Regions from separate parts of the Mus musculus genome. Here regions 1 and 3 are each linked to region 2. The links are chromatin contacts, called in public promoter capture Hi-C maps. All regions are on one chromosome and are shown on one strand. The core of a region is the stretch at or near the end of the contact, and the rest is flanking DNA. Distances in the headings are between cores, read along the strand shown.

Region 1 (4,515 bases), core at 139-2,638, 1.0 Mb before region 2:
GACCGCCACACTCAGGCTAAAATGTGCTTCTCCACCAAGGAATAATAAGTGTAAAAACTAAAATAAAATTAACCCCAACTCTAAATGACAAATAGCACAAACCTCTGTGAAGAAAAAACTTTCTCTCAACTTAAAACTATTTCAATTTATATATGTCAGTTTTTACTAAGTTATAAAAAAAGAAATTGGCAATAATGAGGTTATTTTCTAATATAACTGTAAATTTGTCTTAATGTGATGTCTCATATGACTAAATTCAACTATATTTCATTGGGGAGCCACCAAATAGAAGAGAGTTTTTGTTTTAAAATAGTATATTACCATTTTCCTCCTTGTTCTTGTATAGATCAACATAGAGCAAGTGAATATATGAATATGAATTTCTAGTGTTAACATAGCCTTCATGAGAAGACATAACTCTGACCTCCACTGTCTTAAAGTTTATACTACAGAAAGTTCATGCAATTGTACCATTAATCCATGTGTCACTTTAGGAGATTCAATTTCAGTCATTTTTAAATCTAAAAAAGCATCATCAAAAGCTCTTTGAGAAACCAATTACAGTTATGGATGATCAACTGTATATGATTTCCGTACTCTCGGTTTTAGAAATGTACTTAAAACATCTACTTGTGGTGCCAGTTCCCAAGAACTCTGCTCCTCCAATTACTTATGCCTAAATTTGGCTAAATGTAAACTTACTAAGATAAAAATTATGCCGGTACAAAGTGATAAAAATCAAACCATTTGCACCTGCGTGCTTTCTCACAGCCTCTCCTGAAAGCGTTTGCGACCATCAGAACACAGTAAACCTCTTAGCACCAATGCATAAACTTTAACTGGGTGGCCGCGGCCAGGAGGCCTGAGTTTGACTGAGGCGGAAGTCTAAGGGAAGCAATAGAATGGTCACCCTGCTGTTTCCTGAAAGCCAGCGGAGGTCCAGAGGCAGTTTGTGCGGGGGTGGCTGAAGGTGACTTGGGCGAGGAGGGGGTAGTGGGAAAGAGCAGGCAAGGCAAGCTGCTGGCGGCTGTACTTTCTCTTCTACCCTTCCGGCACACAGCTCCAAGGAAGAACTAGTGCGTCAACGCCAAGAACCGTGCAAGAAAGGTAGCAAGGCTGCACCGAGGCCTAGGAAAGGACCGGGGACGCCGCGTGGGGTCCACCGAATCCCTAGCACTTACCATCACCCAACGGACTCTGCCACCGGTTGTTAAGGCAACGGCGTACTCGCAGCCTCAGCGGCGTTCCCACTGCTCCACGCGCGCACAGCCCGCTTCCCATTGGTTTGGGAACGAAGAGGTGGGGCTAACCTGGCAAAACTCGCCCAAGAGCAAGAGGGCGGTGCGTCGGCAGCCAAAGACTAGCCTCATTGGGCAAAATCATGCTGTGAGCGTCAATTGGTTGCGCCAGAGCCAAGCTAGACCAATCAACATTATGAAGGAAGCTCTGCTGATTGTGGGCTCATATCTATCAGTAGAAAAGGGTGGCGGGTGTTCAGCCAGACTTCTCTGGTTGCCGGTTGTCTGCAAGCTGAGGTCGATCATTTGAGTGTCTAAACCGGGTAAGAGTTGCGGGCTTGCCCTTAGAGGCTGCTGCGTGTGGGTGACAGAGCCTGGAGGAAGTAGGAGGGAATGGGTGGGACCCATTTTAAAACCGAGTTGGGGGACACAGAACATCTGAGGGGCCAGCAAGATATGACCAAATGGTTTGGAGGGGTGACTGTGCCAGGAGAAGCTGAGACCTCGAAACTGGAGTGGGCATGCTGAGTATTGTGTCAGTGGTTCACAGGGCTGGGGCTTAGAAACCCAATCCACATGAGGCTTTGTCTTTACATTAGCTCTACAAGAGTCACTTTAGCTCTCAGGGGAATGGGCTGGGGACTTTTAGATCTTCAAAACTCATCAAAATGTGTCCTGTTAGACGTACAGACACTCAAGTCACATGGGAAGGAGCATTCCTGAATGAGACTCCCTTGAAAGCAAAGCCACAGGAGTTTTGGAAGTATGGAATGTAAAGAGAATTAAAGGGCAAAGTGCACAACGGGTTGGGGCTACCTGGAGCTGTGCCAGGAGTAATGAAGGCCCAGGGTCGAACACAGATTCTATGTTCTACGTCCCTCAAAGCAAAGAAAATCAGTTTAGGGACTTTAAGGGCACAGTATCAGTCTCTCAAACTGAGAAAGGCCTGAGACTTAACAGCTCCCCATAAATGTAATATAGGCCCTTTGCCCTCTTTCCTTTAAGCCAGGAACCGGCTTCAAAACTTTTGTGTCTTGTTTGGCTCCTTTGTTCACTGCAGCAACAATCCCCCATATCCAGCCTCTGAGTTCTCACAGTTCCGTCCTTGAATTGTCCTCTGTTTTCTCTGTTCCTCCTCAGCCCTTCCTCAGCAGTATGAGCTGGAGTTCTCACCATAATCTGCAAAGCCTGCCATGAAATTCCTCCTTCTCCCATCACACCCACACTGTTCCCCCTCTGGCTCACTCTCACCCAGGGCACTATTTTTGCGGCTGATACATTCCTTCACTGACCTTACCCAGTCCCATGAACTTTTTAAAATTTTTTAGTATTTTGATTAATTCTTTGAGAAAATTTCACAGGTAGATATAATTTTTTTGTTTTGAGATAGGGTCTCACTCTGTAATTCTGGCTGACCTGGCACTCACTATGTAAACCAGGATGCCCTCAAACTTCACAGGGATCCATCTGCCACTGCCTCCTGAGTGCTTAGATTAAAGGTATGCACCAGCAAGCCTAGTATTGGTCTTCAGCTATTGTCACCTTCTCTGTAAAGGTAATCACTCTCTTTACTTTGTACCTGGGCCCCTCATATTGCTCCATATTTTTATAGTAGCACTTGTCACCTCCTAAGCCACTGTAAAGTTAACCTTTTTTCTTTGTTGTCTCCACTAGAAGGTAGGCACAGGAGGACAGGAATCATATTTGTGTTCACCAGTACCTGGAAAAGGAAAGACTACATGTTCAGTGTTCAGTGAACCTTAGTCTATCAGGTAGTCCATAAGTATCCCTTAGTTTTTCATAATTCACCCCTCTGCCAACATATGCTTATACTCTTACAGTGAACATCTCTGGTTTCATCAGTCCCCTTTGGGGTGGCAGCCCAGCAGGCTAGAAAGGACAAATAAATTTCTTCCTGGGTTATGCGCTAATTCTGTGACCCTAGCCAAGTTCTTTGACCTGTCTGAGTATAATTTTGCTTTGTTCTTATGTTCTTGCAACTTATCACGGTTACTAGGACATGTTCTTCCCACCCTTGGATGTGATCTATCTTTTAAGACTCTCACATCCTCTCTTTAACTCACTCATTCTAGGGCCTTAGCACTCAAGTTTTCAGATAATTTCATGTTACTAAGCATCATACATTAGTTCTCATGGGCTTAGCCTCCTTAGGATCCAACCACAGCTCTATCATTCTTTGAAGCTTTCTGTTTTCCATACAAGCTGATGGTTTCTTTGAAGATCTGAACTGTTCTAGTTGGCTTCTGTCTGACAGTGGCTGCTGTTTGGCAACTTGTGAATAAGTAAGTGAGTGAGCCCCTATAGCAACTCGGATGTAGGCAGGAAATGTGAATGTTTTCCAGATCCAACTTCTAAAACAACAACAGGATAATTCAATAGAAGTCACTTGAGTCAGGAAGAAAGCATTGCCAACAGGTACTGAGGAAATAGAAGGATAAGGGGCAATTTGGATTTACCTTAAATCTGAAAGGAACAGTAGAAGCTAGGCTCGGGCTTGGTAAGGGGCTCCTGAGTGGCCCATAGCAAATTCAAAAGTAAGTAGATATGAAAAAGTGAGAAAGATGTGGCATCTCAGGTCTGTGAAAAGACAGAGTCCAGTTGGATGGCCCCAGGAAAATAATGGCTTACCTCCTAAACACTTTCATCCTGTGCCATGTCTTTGAATTCTGCACAGAGAAGTCTTTGTTTTTTTACAAGACCCCTGCCCTTTTTTGGCAATATTTACTCAGGGTAATGTATCCATTGGATAAGTAGGTGCCAGCTTCATGGGAGTTGTTCTCTTTCCATTAGATCATCAGGCCAGGTCTTATACAGTGTGCTAAGCCTGAGGTGGGTGGTGACAACATAAAACTCAGGGACTCATATCAGGATTCCTAATTCCACTAATTGACTTGTCTGGGAAGTATATTTTGCCCTTGGAGTCTGTATTTCTTACACAGATCAGCACAATCTATCCTCAGATAAGGAACTCGAGGTAGCCACAGTCTAACTTCACACTCTGTTCCTTTACAGGGAGCTCACACTCCTCAGAAAATGAGGGGCACTTTCATCTTTGTGGGCTTTGAAACACATTATCCTTTCCTGTTCAGCAATCAGTGGTCACAAACAGTCCCTACCTTCTTGTATTTTTCACAGTGTGTGATGTGGCGGTACATCTTAGCTTCTAATGGATTCAAAGTCCCACCATTCTAAATGGAACAGACTTGAGGCTTCTGGTATGACAGTCTTCACAGCTCACTAGTCCCTCGGACTTTGC
Region 2 (4,032 bases), core at 1,517-4,016:
CCTGGAGCCAGCCACTTCTCAGCCTTTGCTCATGCTCTAGCTTACCTTTCGTTACTCCTAAACCAGCACTAAGAAGCCCTGTGTGTTCTTTACCACACTGCCCTTCACCAATCTCACTAGCACCAAGCCACTCCTCCTCTACGAAGCATATGTTGGACCCTCCTCTACCACACACACAAATAGGTGCTTTCTTCAGGTTTGCTTGTCAGTGAATAGCCAATGAGTATACTGAAAGCCTCCCAGCAGTGTCTAGAGTCCCTCCACCCCTTTCATCCCAGCCAACTGGGTGGATCATGCCACTTAAAAAAGTCTTGATCTACTTACTGAAAGTTGAGGGTGTTGGAATAGAGATGCAGGGCGGCCCTGTTACTGCAGGGGAATAAGGCATTGGTCAGCATCACAAACTTGTCAACCTGACAGGTCATATCCTGCCCTTCTTCCTTGTCCCTCTCCCCTTTCCCACTAATACTATTTCCCATATTCTTATGAAGGCAGTAAACCCCAGAACCACTATCAATCGGGTACCCCTTCCTCCCCACTTCCCAGCATTGCCCTTTCCCCCAACTTGGCTTCCACCTCTTCCTGACATGCAGGGAGACGTATTTGGCATTGAAGTTCTCTATCATGGCTCGAGAGGCCTGGTCCATCAGCTTCTGAGCCAGGCCAAGGCGCCGGTGGGAACGCTTCACAGCCTGAGAGAAGAAGATTGGGTACAAGTCCGACCACTGTGGCTCCTTCAATTATCTCCAGTCTACCTCTACCAAACCCTCAGTAGTTATACTCACCAGTGAGGTGATATGTCCATGGGGCACATCGTCTGGGTCCTCTTCCCTAGAAGAGAAAGCTAGAAAGGAGCCTGGCATGGGTGCCATCTATCTGGGATACCTGTGCACACAGGTGCTCAGACTCTTTGTGGCTACAGCATCCCAGATCCAAAAAGAAGAGAACTAGGAACTTCTGAATCAGAATAGCCAATCATGACCCCCTCAAAGCCCCACGCTACACCTATCAGATATTTGCAGTGTCAACAGATCACCCTGCAATAGATGCCCACAAAAAGAGTAATGCTGATTGCAGAGCATTACGTGAGGGGAGCCAGTTTGAAAGAGCTATAAGCTACTATTTCAACTCTACATCATTATGAAAAGATGACCCTGTTGTACGAGGTTGAGGGAGGGATGGCTACTTTTTAAAGGTAAACTCTTTAATTGTCCAATTCAGAGAGTGTGCAACACATACAGAAACACAACAATGAAAACAGGAATCTGCTTAATGAAATCTGTATTGGTTTCTCACTTTTTTTTTTTTTTTTTTTTGGTTTTTCCAGACAGGGTGTCTCTGTGTAGCCCTGGCTGTCCTGGAACTCACTCTGTAGACCAGGCTGACCTCAAACTCAGAAATCCACCTGCCTCTGCCTCCCGAGTGCCGAGATTAAAGGCGTGCGCCACCACAGCCGGCAGGTTTCTCACTTCTAACAAGTGTACCATACATGGTAGTTAGAGAACAAACGTGGAGGAGGAGTGTATGGGAAAACTCTGTACCCTCTGCTCAATTTTTCTGTCAGCTTCGAGCTTCCCTACAAATCTGTTAATTAAAACAACATTCATAGCAAGCTGGCCATAGTTAAATCTCAGCATTAAGAAGGCTCAGCATGAAGACTACTATAAGTTTGAGGTTAGCCTGAGTGAGCACCAATCTGGACAACAGAGAATGCCTCTCAAACTAATTCACCGCTTCCCATTCCCTTCTCCAAAGCTTTTGTCCTTCTTAACATTAGTGTCTTTTCTTTCTCCTTGGTGACTCACATTTTAGCCAAGACGTAGCCCACAATCTTCCCATTCTCATCCTCAGCAATGTAAGAAAGCTGGTGACAGAAAGGAAAAGGACGTCATGTAGTGCAGGCAACAGGACAGAGCTCACTGCCAGCCTCCACTCTGTGGAGCCTAGTTTCTATACACACCCTTTCATTTGCCAGGCTTCTCCATCAACCAGAGCCTCAGGTTCTTATACCCTTGCCCACTGCGTTTGCTCACTCGGATCCATGTTTCCCTCCTGTTGCACCCTACACCCCTACAAAACGCAAAAGCTGCCCACCTGGGGCCAAGAGAGGCCATGATAGAAATAGTACTTCATCTGGTAGTTCTCCGGCAGGCAGAGAAGGTTGCAGTGCTGCATGTTCATCAGGTCTTCGGGCTGCATGAGAGTGGGATACGGTTAGTCCAGGGCTGCAATGACTAAGAGGGCCACACACGTCGATCTCTGGGTCTCCCCTTTCCCCGGGGCAGGGCACAGTTGCTACTATACGACTTTGCACAAGCCCTGTTTCCATGCGGCATGCAAAACGTGCCAGTTCCAGGACTGAGTAATAGTGTCCAAAGGTTGTGGAGCCCACTCAATGAGATCTGAATTAGGAAACGCGGGATAAACGCGAGATGTTTAAAGCAGGCTGCAGCAGCCTTAAGGTCCGGCGTCGGCAGACCTACAGGACCAAAGCACCAGGTCCCTCGATAACATGCTCACACGGTCACCCCGTAAGGCGCCCACTCGGTGCGGACAGGCTGGCTCCCCGTCACCTCACCCTAGCATTGCGGATGTTCATCGCGGCGGCGGCGGAGCTCGCGGGTCCTTGTGGGTCGTGAACGCGTGCACTCGGCGGCCACTTAGAAGCAGGGAAAGGACGATAGGAGCTTGGACTGGGGCCAGGATCCTGGGACGGCGGCGGAAAAGGCGGACCGCTCCGACCTGCCTGCAGCGGAAGTACCCAGCTATAGGACCCGCCTCCGAACTGCACAACCAATGAGCGTGGCACTTAGAGATAATTGGGCGTGATGGATCAGCGCCCAAGGTGGTGCGTTTGAAGCCACAGCGAAGACCTTTCAAGGCGGGAAGTGTGGGCAATAGTTGTACCCTCCCTCGGAGCCCACAGAGGCGCGCACACAAGCATGTGGAACAGGGTCATCTTTATTTCGAGCCTTCATGGGTAGAGACAGCGGGCGAGGAGTCGAGGGGGGCGGGCTCAAGGCGTTGGAGTAGGGCTCCTAGAATCTGCTCGCACATGGCCAGGCACCGCGGCACATGGAAGCAGCCTGTGGGGAGAATGAACCCCGGGGTAGGGAGGATCCGGCGAGCCGGGTGCCACAAACCCCTACAGTCTCGCCCCGTTCCTCGCTCACCTTTAAAAGGACCTCCCTTGATGGTGAGGGCCACCTTTCCCTCTTGGTTCAGGTAGCCAAACCATTCCCCATACTCAGGATCACGAAACTAGAATAAAGAGACAATGACAGTTCGTGTCTGGTAGGACCCACTCGAATGTCACCGGTTGAGGAAGGGGCCCTCGCTGTCCCTTTTGCACCGGTACCAATGGTTAGAGTAAAAAGCGCAGTTTCACAAATCAGTACTTTTAGTGGACCGTATCCTGGAAAAAGATGAAAGCTGTGGGTAGTAGGCAGTTTGCCTTAGCATGTAACCTGATGGGGGGAGGGGTTGCAGGCTGTGTGCTGCTACACTGAGAGAACAGGTGTTCTATATTCAGTTGTGGTTTGTTAGATAACACTTAAAATTGAAAATTTTAAAAATGGATACATTTTACCTTATCTGAATTTTTTTTTTTTTTTTTTTTTTTTTTGAGAATCCTAAACCGGGCGGTGGTGGCGCACGCCTTTAATCCCAGCACTCCGGAGGCAGAGGCAGGCGGATTTCTGAGTTCGAGACCAGCCTGGTCTACAGGACAGTCAAGGGCTATACAGAGAAACCCTGTCTCGAAAAACCAAAAAAATTAAAAATAAATAAAAATAATAAAAAGAATCCTAGATTGACGTTTCAGCAAACTTTACAACTAGTGACTTCCCTGGAGTTCATGTCATCTACTTCACAGGCCTTTAGTCTAAAAGATCTTTGGATTACAAGCAGAGACACATAGCTCCTGTCCTTGCGTACCAAGGTTTTTATTATGACTCACAGTCTTTCCTTTAGCCCTATGTAATGGGGCATGCCCTTAGTCCCAGTCCTCAGGAGGCAAAGTCTTGACACATT
Region 3 (4,197 bases), core at 1,625-4,124, 1.2 Mb after region 2:
GAGAGATGTATTTAGTGCCTGGCAAATAAAGCTCTAGTTAATATATGATTTTAAGACAATACCTGCCAGAAAAATTCTGATTCTTGAGCCCTCCTGTCTCTCCAGTTCTTATCATTTATAGTTAAATAGTTCTAATCTCTATACTTCCCTGGGGAATTGTTGGTTTTCTCATGACTTTTCTAACTTTTTTGTTGTACTTTTTCCCACTCACAAAGTGAAACAGATGTGCATGTGAAGAGTGGGTACTTGTGATTCAGTCAGGGGCTACACAAGGCTGGCAGGTGATAGTAAGGAACTCCCAGCTCTTCTGTATTTAGAGTCATTCATTTCCTTGGACTAGGCATTCTAAGTTCACCATGTGGAAGCAGTTGGCAATGAGCCTAACAGTAGGCTGAACAAATGTTTGTTCATTCCTGTGCTCAGTAGTTCACTGTCATTTTGTTCTGAAGCCAATTGGTTTAAATGAGAAAGTCAACTATAGTTGCCCCTGCTCTATTCACCCCCACTACCCCTGCCCCCACCCCTGCCAATTTTTTCAATCTATTTTTTTATTTCAACTTCCTTTGAGAAACTGTCTCTGCCCTTTGAACTGTGCTGCAGATGTTTCCTCTGAAGGAGGTGTAGGGGGTGAAGCACTGTGGAGTGGCCAGCATTGCTGAAGCCTGCACTTTGTAGAATCTAGGAGTTAAAGGGCAAACAGGACAGCCTGTGCAGAGACACCAAGGTTCAATGCCATGTACAATAGCAGAAAACAAGTCTTGGTTGAATCAGTAGGGAGCATGGTCAGTGAGTCTGCTCCTGATTATCATTCTACCAGAGAAAAAGACTCCTTCTTAGGTTTGGCTGTATCATTTGAAGAGGATATTTCCATTCAAGGTCTGTGTTTTCAGAGAATTTAAACTAAAAAAACAAAAAGTACTATTTTCAAATTATTTAGTCTTTGCCCCAGTTTTCTCAGTACCTAGTATAGTCTGTTAGTCTTCTTCATATTCTGTCCTTCACTTCTAGGATATCTATGATTTTATTTTTCAAAACCAGAAAGACCTAGATACCTTACAGATAGGAATTTGGTTTTATTGTGGCCACAGTGGCTTAAGTAGATTAGAATTTTTATCACATTAAGTTTTGTTCTTTGCACTTTATTTGCTCACCTTAAATAAGACACTGAACTAGAACATCAGGAATAGATGTTTCCTTCAGCAGTCATGACACTTTGGAGGGAGGTCTGATAATTTCTTGCTGTAAAAAATAAATCCATCTAGTTGTGACACTAAAAATGTCCTGAAGTCTGACATGTTAGCCCATATAGTGCCTATAAACTCAGGAGGCTGAGGCAGGAGAATTGCAAGGAATTCAAGGCCAGTTGGGGCAACTGAGTAAGCTACAAGGTAACCTGAGCTAGTGTGAGACAGCGTCTCAAAGCAAGAAACAAACAGATAAACAAAAAAAGCAAAATGTCCTCCTACTTGCCAGCAAGAGAGATAAAATTTGCTGACATTTAATTGGTGCACAGTTTCTTCCCCTAAGCAGTGAGTTGCTCTGTCAGTGTTACTAAAAGAGGACTTTGGGTGTGGAGCATAGAAAGGCAAGATTAAATAACCATACTTCCAAAACTAGCTTGGGGAGGGGAAATGACACCAGAGATAGGGAAAAGGAAACAGAGCTCCAGAATTGAGGAACCAGAATACAACTGTCATAATATGGATTTTTTTCTCGTATTAATTCTTCACTTTTTCTTTTTTTCCCTTTATCAAAAAAAAAAAAGTGATCAAAACACATAATAGCTACCATTCCTGTAAAGGTTTTTGGATTTATTTCCTCAGTTTCATCTAGTATCATCTTTGAACATTTTGTGTAAGTAATGTATGTTGTTTAATAGCTGTACCTTCCTATCACAAAGCCATCTTCGCTGTATCACAAGCAGCATCATAAATCTCCCAGGAGAAGGGACTGGGGAGCAGAGGGAGCAGGGTCCGTAGGTGAATGGGGAGGGGGAGACATGTTACATAGAATCTAATCACAACCACCTCTGGAGGCCTGACATATTAGATTAATAACTATTTACTGTCTAACACTGGAATATGAATGCTACCTTAGTTTACAGCATAGCACAAGGAGACCCCCTGAAATGAAATGCAGAGGGAAATGTGTGAGCTTTTTAGAGCACGAAGTTGGTTTTCACAACCATGTCTGTGAAACAACACAAACGCTCAATAACAGCCAGGCAGATCTACTATTGGATGTGTTCCTTAAAGTCTTATTTTCCTTCTTCAAGTCTGTTAGTAGACTTCCATCCATGAGCAAGTTTTCTTTGACCTTAAGTATTCATTTAGTCCTGGCCTGCCTCTCGGGATTTTCACCTAGGAGGGCTGCTCCAGGCAACTATCCACCACACCCAGATCTCAGCAGGAATCGGGCCCAGTGCTAAGGCCTCCACCCTGGGGGCAAGACACCCAAGATCTGGCCATCCGGGGACAGAGCGCTTGGGAACAAGGCCATGGATAGGAAAAATCCAGCAGCAGATGGAAAGGCCTGGATCCTAGACCCAACCCGAACCCAGAGGACCCCAGGGGTCCCGCTAACCTCAGGTCGGTTACGCTTCTGTAGTAAGTGCTCCAGGTAGAGGTCCGAAAGTGCGGTGCGCATGCTGTTCCCTCCCTCGCCTTCGCTCGACTTGAGCGTCATCTCTCAGGAGCAGAGACAACCAGACGCAGTAGCCGCAGAGCTTTGAGCCCAGGAATCGCAAATCGGGGAACTGCGGCCTGTTCAGAGACGAGCTAGACTAAGGCGGCGGAGGAGGCAGGGATCAAGAGCTGCGCTGAGAGCCAGGAGGGCCAAGCAGAGCAGTACCCACGCTCCGCCTACTCTCCACCCTGGCCCGCCCCTAAGCCCACCCACGCCTTGGCCTTCCTTGTGCTTAGCGATTGGAGAAGGCGCAGTTTAGCGTTGCTTGAAAGCTCCGCTCTAACCACGCCTCTGCGGGCCCTGTCGAGATGCGCAGCCAGCATCCCTGAAAAGATAAAATTCCGAGACAGGAGCTTCCATTCTCTCTCTTACTCGCACGACCTGTGAACTACCGAAGCGGATCCCAAAATGTCCAACTACTGCAACTGCAGCTCTTTTACCAACCACGAGTTGCAACTAGCTGAGTGAACTTTACATCCAGATTGCTCCTGACATCAGGAATCAACCAGCTACCCTGAAGAATGTAGGGGCTCTTAAATTGGTCCCAAGGCCAATGCACCTTTCCAGGTTTAGACTTGTAAAAGTGTGCTGCTGGTACCATCATTTACATTGGTATATGCTATTCAGCGAGGAAAGATGGGACTGCCCTCAAGAGCAAACTGGTTTTATTTACCTTAGGCCAGATCTCCTGTTGTTAATGCCACACAATTTCTAGGAATCAACAGAAGCAAATGGAACAAATAATCTTCAAGAATTGGAGTAAACGCCCTAAACTTCCAAATGGTCTGGAGACTAATGAAAGACTTTCTAAACAAAATGAATGTTTACTGGGTTTAAAGGCTCCTTGGGAATCCTGTCCTAAAATTCAGAGCTTGTATGATTGATAGCTTACACTCTCCCCCGTCCCTAGAAGAATTACTTTTAGGTGGAGAGAGAGGAGAAGAAAAGAGAAGAGAAGAGAAAAGGGGAGGAGAGAAGGGCAAAGGAGGAGATCTTGGTACAGAGGAAGAGAATACACTGAGCAATGTTACAGAATAATCAACTATGTAACACCTCTGTGCCCATATACAAAGGTACTCAATAATAAAAACAGCTAGGTGAGTAAATAAGGCCTTTCATTAACTGACAGTGGAACTGGAAAGGATGAAATTGGAACCTTGGTTTATGTGATACACAATGAAGATGAACCTCAGTTGGCGGACTGCTTAGCTAGCATGCAAAATCCCTGGGTTCAACTCTCAGTAATGCACACACTATTCATGATAGTGCGTGCCTATAATCTTAGCATTTTGGAGGTGGAGTTAATAGGATCAGAAGTTCAAAGTCATTCTCAGTCACTCAGTAAGTTTGAGGGCAACCTAGAATACATAAGACCTTGTCTCAAAACAAAACTAATAATAAGTAAATAAGAAAAAGAACTTTAAAAAATCAGAATATTTTATTCCACTTAAATATATGGATGTTGGAGAGTATATATTTTTAAGGAAAATGTAATTATATATTTTTATAACA

The links. Promoter capture Hi-C pulls out the DNA fragments that hold promoters and counts their contacts.
Region 1: a contact with region 2 is called in a promoter capture Hi-C map of erythroid cells, with 31 times the contacts expected there. The contact joins the promoter of Nsdhl here to the promoter of Naa10 in region 2. A contact is called at or near these places in 1 of 39 promoter capture datasets (erythroid cells), 1 of 115 datasets of contacts at active chromatin or transcription factors (astrocytes) and 1 of 9 other capture datasets (liver).
Region 3: a contact with region 2 is called in a promoter capture Hi-C map of erythroid cells, with 10 times the contacts expected there. The contact joins the promoter of Mpp1 here to the promoter of Naa10 in region 2. A contact is called at or near these places in 2 of 39 promoter capture datasets (erythroid cells and pre-B cells) and 2 of 9 other capture datasets (adipose tissue and liver).

What each region holds. Positions count from the first base shown.
Region 1 is chrX:72,917,133-72,921,647 of GRCm38.p6, forward strand. It overlaps Nsdhl (NAD(P) dependent steroid dehydrogenase-like), which reads left to right and starts at 1,389. Exons shown (of 8, transcript NM_010941.3): 1 at 1,389-1,561. It overlaps Cetn2 (centrin 2), which reads right to left and starts at 1,212. Exons shown (of 5, transcript NM_019405.6): 1 at 1,182-1,212. The coding sequence starts at 1,184.
Region 2 is chrX:73,919,178-73,923,209 of GRCm38.p6, forward strand. It overlaps Naa10 (N(alpha)-acetyltransferase 10, NatA catalytic subunit), which reads right to left and starts at 2,767. Exons shown (of 8, transcript NM_019870.3): 1 at 2,579-2,767; 2 at 2,095-2,193; 3 at 1,806-1,864; 4 at 786-831; 5 at 577-692; 6 at 325-369. The coding sequence starts at 2,599. Renbp (renin binding protein) reads right to left here. Exons shown (of 11, transcript NM_023132.3): 10 at 3,174-3,261; 11 at 2,944-3,086. The coding sequence ends at 2,962.
Region 3 is chrX:75,128,142-75,132,338 of GRCm38.p6, forward strand. Mpp1 (membrane protein, palmitoylated) reads right to left here and starts at 2,875. Exons shown (of 12, transcript NM_008621.3): 1 at 2,584-2,875. The coding sequence starts at 2,685.